2 separate regions of the Danio rerio genome follow, and region 2 is linked to region 1. Evidence: chromatin contacts called from public Hi-C data. All regions are on one chromosome and are shown on one strand. The core of a region is the stretch at or near the end of the contact, and the rest is flanking DNA. Distances in the headings are between cores, read along the strand shown.

Region 1 (4,106 bases), core at 447-2,946:
TGTGAGAGGTCGGTGCAGCAGGTTCCTTGAAGGCCGTTTGGTTTACATAGAGTGTGATTCTTGCCATTGACCTCCACTATCAGCAGGTCCAGCAGCGGCTCCCAGAACACACAGAAATGACTTTGATTCTGATGAGGATTTGAATCTAGTTGAATGGATGAAGATTGTGTGCACTTGGCTGTGATCCTGCCCTGAATGGAGAGCGTGCTCTCATTGGCTGAAATTTCAATTCTTTCACAGCCGGTTTTCAAATCATATTCCAGATTTTGAGGTGCGATGCCATGGAGCCACTTTCCACACATCTTGAAGTCTCTGTCATTATCTGTTGCTGTTAGATAAACAAATTGTGTTAAAAAATGTATTAATATGCTGTAAATAAATAAATGTGTTAGCTGCAAATAATAATAATAATAAAAAAAACAATGATAATACTTTTTATATACATAGTCACTGGCCACTTTATTAGGTACACCTGCTAATGAATACAAATTTCTAATCAGCCAATCACATGGCAGCAACTCAATGCATTTAGGCATGTAGACATGATCAAGACGATCTGCAGCAGTTTAAACCGAGCATAAGAATGGGGTAGAAAGGTGATTTAAGTGACATGATAGTGGCATGATAGTTGGTGCCGGACGGGCTGGTCTGAGTATTTCAGAAACTGATGATCTACCGGGATTTTCACGTTCAACCATCTGTAGGGTTTACAGAGAATGGTCAGATAAAAAGAAAATATCCAGTGAGCGGCAGTTATGTGGGCACAAATGCCTTGTTGATGCTAGAGGTCAGAGGAGAATGGCCAGACTGGTTCCAGCGGATAGAAAGGCAACAGTAACTCAAATAACCACTTGTTACAATAAAAATAAATAAGTAAATAAAGCGCGAATCATCTCATACTGGTTTCTTGAACATGACAATGAGTTCACTGTACTCAAATGGCCCACACAGTCACCAGATCACAGTCCAATAGAGCACCTTTTGGATGTGGTGGAACGGGAGATTCGCATTATGTATGTGTAGCTGACAAATCTGCAGCAACTGCGTGATGCTATCATGCTATCAATATGGAGCAAAATCTCTGAGGAGTATTTCCAGTGCCTTGTTGAATCAATGCCATGATGGATTAGGGCAGTTCTGAAGGCAAAATGGGGTAACCCATTACTAGTAAGGTGAGGTGTTCCTAATAAAGTGTCAGATGAGTGTAACTGTCCAAACAATCACATTTCAAACAATCAATATCATCATTCACCCAACAATGATGACAATGACAATTTTCCTGTGTACTAAGAAAACACTGTCTGTAAATCAAAACATTTTAACAAATTTGAGTGAGAAGAGTGTCTAGTTTGCCAATACTGCCTGCAATAGAAGTGCAATTTTGACCTAATTGACATGAATAACCTATCAAGCACACATCTATAATATACTGTACACACTGTAAGCTGAGGGAAATGCAATGCCATGGTAGGTTTCTATCTGATAGTAATGATATGCATCGTCATGGCATCTAGATATTGCTGCTCTCTTGTGATTTGAATTGCTTTGTTTATCCTCATTTCTAAATCCATTTAGAAAAATGCGTCCTCTAAATGATTCAATGTAAATGTAATGCTCGTTTACTTACCTTGACCCAAAACGAACAAAAGACAGATGATTATCCACATTCTGGCAGTCTTTGCTGGATTCTGCTTCATTGTAGTTCATAGATGAAGCCTGCGAAGCAAAAGAGAATTTTGTTAAACATTCATTCATTTTCTTTTCGGCCCTTTATTAATCTGGGGTCGCCACAGCAGAATGAACGGCCTTGTTAAAAATAAATGAGTATAAATAAATAACAATGCCTCATGCGCGGGCAACCTTTGAAATAGAAACATAACTTATCAAATATCTTTGCTGCTCCTTCCTCTTACAAACTCATAAAAAATACACATCTGCATTTTCCATACTGATTTCCTTTTTACAAACTCACACTTCTTGAGATAAAGATGCAGGCATCTAAACACATCTATTCCTGGACTCTTATCAATGAGAACAAACTAATGCTAGGGTAAAAATACATTGTGATGCGTACTTGGCAGCAACTGCCATGTCTTATCAATGGGAACAGACTTGCTTTTCTACAAAACCACTATTGTGGTCACATTCAGTCTTTATGTCACAGTCTTTGTTTTGTTTCGTGTAGTAAAGCATGAGTCCTTATGGTCATGACAAAGGGCCTGCCTCAGATGTTCAATACAATGAATCATAGCACATTGCCAGTCCCAATGCGCTAAAACACACAGCAAGTGACAGTGGATGAGTCAGACACTACTTGGCAAGTTTTCTAGCATGAGTCAGCATGGGTCACTGACTGGGCCACAGAACAGAACTAAAAGCCACTTCTGCATATCTGACAGAGTTGAATGATGATGTTTGTTCCTCACTTTACTGACAGACTATGCAGACGACTATTATAAATGCATATTAAAATACACTTACAAGAGGGAAGGAATTCAAGAAGCCCACATCCTCTTAAGTAAACAATTGCCGCGTCTCAATTAGCATACTAGCAGTACTTTTCAAAATTAGAACGAGTGTGCATAAAATCACATGATGTTGAAATATTTTGGGTATTAAATATACAGTTGAGGTCAGAATTATTACCCCCTGTTTATTTTTTTTCTCCTATTTCTGTTTAACAGATTTCACAATCCTAATCATAATAGTTTTAATAACTCATTTCTAATAACTGATTTTTTTTTATTTTTGCCATGATGACAGTAAATAATATTTGACTATGTATTTTTCAAGACATTTCTATACAGCTTAAAGTGAGATTTAAAGGCTCAACTAGGGTAATTAGATTAACTAGGCAGGTTGGGGTAATTAAGTAAGTAACTGTATAACGATGGTTTGTTCTGTAGACTATCGGAAAAAATATATTGCTTAAAGCGGCTAATAATTTTGACCTTAAAATGTTTTTTAAAAAAAGTAATAACTGCTTTTATTCTAGCTGAAATAAAACAAATAAGACTTCAGAAGAAAAAAATATTATCAGACATACTGTGAAAATTTCTTTGCTCTGTTAAAAAAAGAAAATTCAAAGGGGCTAATAATTCTGACTCCAACTGTGTGTGTGTATATATATATATATATATATATATATATATATATATATATATATATATATATATATAGCAGTTAATATTGCTCACAACACATGTTGCGCTAGAGGAGGATTTGATTAAAACTACAAACCCATAAAAATGGTGTAAAAAAACACATATGACAGATGTGTGAAACAAATAGTTTGAGTGATTAATCAATATCTAACCGGATATTTAATCCACAGAAACATTGTGACTATTTATTAAGGTATACGGTTGGTGGTCTTTGATCTTTTAATGCATCTTTATGCAAGAAAACAAGCAGATTTTCTTTTAGTTCCTTTATTAATCTGGGATCACCACAGCGGAATGAATCGCCAACTTATCCAGCATTTTTCGCGCAGCAAATGCCCTTCCAGCTGCAACCCATCACTAGGAAATGTCCAAACACCCCCACTCACACACATACTGTACACTATGGACACTAGCTTATTCAATTCACCTATAGTGCATGTTTTTGGACTTTTGAGGGAAAGTGGCCACATAAAATCAAACAAAGACCCATCTCTCTGTCGATATCTTCAAGTGAAACAGAACATTTATTTTCATGATTGTCATGAAGACACTTAAATATTTGTGTGACTATTTTTTGCCAAATGACAAATTTCTGTTAAAGTGACTTTTAGAGCAGAGCTGGAGATATTCATGTCCTCATATACTGTATTGTGAGACAAAAGAACCACGATTTTAATTTAAAGCCTTTACTTTTGATTAAGTGTGCAGATCGACTTTTGATTTGTTCATCCAAAAATAGTTTGGAACTTTACCTTGGCTCAATCATGAAACATTGCTGCCATACCACGGCTGCTATGATATTACACAGCGTCTGAAACTTTAGTGCATTCCAGTTTAAATAATAATGGTTCAGGATCTGCACCAAATTAAATACATTCTGATTCTGAATCATCTCTTATAAAATGTCTCTATGATTGCAAGGCATGCTTCCTGTGCAAGCAG
Region 2 (4,106 bases), core at 412-2,911, 88 kb after region 1:
CTGGTGACATCCTTTTTTTTATTTAAAACTCACTGCTGCTTTATGGCACTCATTTTCACATTTGTTGTTATTCTGACCTTAAGCGACAATCGCGAGCATGTGCTTTCCTTCACCTTTTTCTAAGGGGTCTTCTATAATTAGGTGACAATTTTCTCAAAGGATGACAAATGGATAAATCATTGCTAAAGTTTGTGGAGAAGTGAAAAGCACTGCAGTGTTTGAGTGCGCTGTGTTTGTCTGAGGTGATAAGTCTACCGTTAATACTTAATTGTCTTTATTCCATATAGTGTGAAGCAGATTGGGTAGTTCTTGTTACATGAATCGCAGTGTGCTTGGACCATTCGGAAAAGTTCAGATGTTTTTTAACTAGTAGTACCTGGAAAAAGTTTGTGCATCACACTATGTGCATGTCGCTGCTTCTCCATGGGAAATGACATATTGACACAAGCTAATTGGCATTCCTTCCAAGGCGCTCGCTCAGCAGACACATTTAAAAAAAAAAATGTAGCCTTTATACCGAAACTTTATACCAAACTTCTTTTTTTATCATTATTGACAATGCTGTTCAGTCAATAAATACAGATATCGATTTTATTGCCCTACCTGAAAATACTAGCCTTGAGTAACTGATAAACTGAATAATGGGTAATCCTGGTTGACATTTCACAGTGCTCACAATTTACTAACAAACTTGTTCATAAAATGTAAAGAGCTAAGGATGATAGGAAAGATTATGTCTGTAAGCAACCTGAAGTTAAAGATAATGTAACACCTGGAGTTGGTGATGATCATGTGGTGACTGTGGGTTCAAAAGCAGTTTTTGCCGAGAGTGACTGACATCTTAATCTAGCTACTGCTTTAATTTCTGCCTGTCAGCACGAGGAGTTGCTGTTGTTTGTCTGCACTCTGTTACTTAATATGTGTTGCTCTCCTTCAGTCACTTTTAAACTCTATCCTTCACACAAGAGCACATTTTCTTTTTAAGAGCTCCACCATATAAACGTTTCCTAGCAGACATTTACAAATTGATCAACCATCAAACAGACCTTATTTTTGCTTCAAAGGTTTAATATGGTTGATGGATGTACTAGACTGACTGTGGCATTGCAAGTTGAATCAATTTTTACCCCCAAAATATTATTTGGGAACATTTTTAAAGATCACACTATATGTACTTGAGGTACAGTGGGATCTTTGTTTGGATTGTGATTAAAATGCATTGCTTTTTGTTTTTAAATGCTACTCACATTTCCTAGAATAGGTTTCTTGTGTATTGCATAAAGGGTCTGTGCTTGTCCATTCGCTTGTAAATATCTGCAGTTGTTCAGTTTTTCTGCCTTGTATGTAAGGAAGAGTGCATCAAGAAAAGGTTTGAGAACCTCTGGCTTGCATGACTATTACAGAAGAATTCATTTGATCTTAGGTTGCAGCTAAGGAAAAATAATTGCATTGACACATGGAATGCTCTGTTTATGTTTATCTCAAAAGATTTCTTTTTTGAACATTGTGAATAATCCATAAGGATGGTATACTTTTTTCATTTTTATATTATTCAAAAAAACAAACCTGAAAGATATAAACCAATTCTGTCACTTTCCAGCAAGGCTTTGAACCCAACTGTTCTTTCTTCAAGCTGTCAGCAGTATAGCAGCGGTTCCAGTTACACATTTCTCCTCTTTCCTCACCTCTTTCTCTTCTCTTCACGCTGCTCATGTTTCTGCTGGAGATGCTACTCGGATTGCATCATTAGGGTTAATCAGAATCTCCTGTGAAGAAAGCCTCTGGAGATAATTACATTTCTTCTTATTGTCTCGTTTTCTGTTGCTTTCTCTTACTGATCCACATTCTTGCGAGAGCTGATTGGCATGACAACTGCTTTGCCTCCAACATATAAGCCATAGCTTACAAAAGAGACATCCATTGACATCTAGACTAAACCATGTAGCCTGTGCTGAAATGTTGATCCAGAATGCTGATTTATTGTCCCACTGACCCACTGTGGCAGCGGTTGCTGTTCTTTGCCACCCAAACCGTTGTGCACCGTTGTGCAAATATTGATGCTTTTTTTCCCCTTTTCCCCCAAGCTGAGCTAATAAAAGAGGGCTTTTGTATGAGTAGTGTTTTATGAGAATCTTATGCCTATGTTTCTTGTCCCACTTTATGCACGAGTCGGCAGTTCCCAAAGCCACAAACCCCACCCATAAACCTTCATCTGGGTTTGAAGAGTGGCGTTTGATTGTTTGCTTTGAGCAACAGTTTACAGTAGAGCTCTTGTATTGGAAATTATTTTGAAGACCTTGCACCTGAATAAATTCTTTAGGTATAGGCACACATGATCTGTTTTTACATTTTAAGCAATTGAGAAAAAATGGTTGTCTCTGCAAAAGTTATATATTGAACATAATCCTGTTGTGAACATGTCAACTAAGTAAACTTTTTTTTGTTCTCCTTCTTTATTTTACCTCACAAGAATGCTACAAGTATAATATACTGCTTACATCAGGGGTCTCAAACTCAATTTGGTGAGGGGCCATACCCCAGGGACTGACAATTCATATGAGTGCTGTATTAACATTCAAGCACAAGAAAAAAAAAACTGATCTTATTGATGTTCTCAGACATTCGTCCCTAGAGTATATGCAGTCAAAGCTCCTTCTTTTTGTTTCATGTTCTACACAATGAAGGGGTAGTATAAATTGCTTTGAAAATGCTACAATTTAATTATAGTAATAATAATAATAATTACTATTATTTTTATTATGTCCCAATCAATTGTTGCTTAACCAAAAGTTTAACAGATAGTCTTAAGACAGCGAAACCAGATTGGGTTACTTTAGTGACTTTGCTGGCAATTGATCCTATCCATACCTTTTTTTTTATTTATTTTTATTTTTTTTTAACTACAACAAAGAGGGAGAAAGTATGTAGATATTCACATTTACTTTAAGATGTTCTATTCAACCAGTAGTAAAATTTTACTAATGCACATTTTTTATACAATTCTTTAGAATTTGAGGAAAATCTATTAATGAGACCATTTGAATCGAATATTAGCAAAATGATCAAATTAACACCACCAGCATAACGTGTAAGCCACAAAAAAGTGTTTGTACAACAAAGTACAGGTGGTGTAAAACTTATCAAATGACCCTTGAATTTTTACAAAAATAGAGCTTTAGTAAAAATAGAGCACTTACAGACATATATTTTGTATATTTTCATATATAACGTTTAAATCAGCCACAGAAATAATCTGAATTGTACGTTACTCTCGACCACACACTGAGGAAAAACCGAAAGTAACCTAGATATATAGTACACAACTTTAAGTGTCCAGTAGGTGTGGGGTCAAAACCACAAGTGGCTATATGCGACTGCACAACAATGATAGTGATTCACAAACATCTGTTTTGGCGGACCGAATCTCGTTATATTTTGACGTCAGTTGCGGGCCAGAGAGAGAAAGAGAGAGGGCCACAAATGAGACCCCTGGTTTACATGGAAGAAATAACATAGTTCACATGTTTTACCTCAGATGTAATAGTGGTAGATTGTTTGACAATTTGTGTATTTAGTCCTTGCACAGATAATTGTGTAATTTAAATTTGCAATAATATTTATTTTCTTTACAAAGTTCCATTTAGAAGTTTCTGTAGGCTACAACCAAATTCTTTCTTATCAACTAAAATAGAAATCCCTAAAATAAACAAAAAAAGCATTGAAATTCTTTAGTAGAATTAAAATATACATAAAAATGAATAATGCAAGAAATGTAGATCAGTGGTGAAGTGTGAAATCTATGCAAACTCATTGTGTTTTTCGAATGTTTTCATAGACTTTCATTTAAGGAACAATATTACATTTTTAGTTGCTCAGAAAAAATGGCTCAGAACAACATTGAATAATAGCAAATCTGGAGTGGACCACTTTATGTTAGTGATTGATTGTCCATGTCTGTGTGTAATAGTACATGTACCTAAATCGTAAAGCATATTTTTTTTCTGTCATGTGATATTTTTCTTGGGCTCAGACAGATGACATGCTTGGTTGTCTTACAGGTCAGACAGAGGGCCGTGTTTTAAAAATATAATAAATCTAGCCCTTGT

Evidence for each region. A called contact is a pair of places that touch in the nucleus more often than the background predicts.
Region 2: a contact with region 1 is called in a Hi-C map of embryo, with 1.8 times the contacts expected there. The contact joins the enhancer-like site here to the promoter of adgrg1 in region 1. A contact is called at or near these places in 3 of 18 Hi-C or Micro-C datasets (caudal fin, embryo and hematopoietic stem cells).

What each region holds. Positions count from the first base shown.
Region 1 is chr7:28,720,347-28,724,452 of GRCz12tu, forward strand. adgrg1 (adhesion G protein-coupled receptor G1) reads right to left here and starts at 1,697. Exons shown (of 13, transcript NM_001020481.1): 1 at 1,628-1,697; 2 at 1-328. The coding sequence starts at 1,697.
Region 2 is chr7:28,808,575-28,812,680 of GRCz12tu, forward strand. The region is part of intron 1 of ccdc102a (coiled-coil domain containing 102A); the gene reads left to right. Among named protein-coding and RNA genes, the nearest start is that of ccdc102a, 45 kb to the left of the region's middle. Within about 2 kb of position 1,662, at least 4 of the 62 cell types and tissues checked have an H3K27ac peak or open chromatin away from gene starts, as enhancers often do.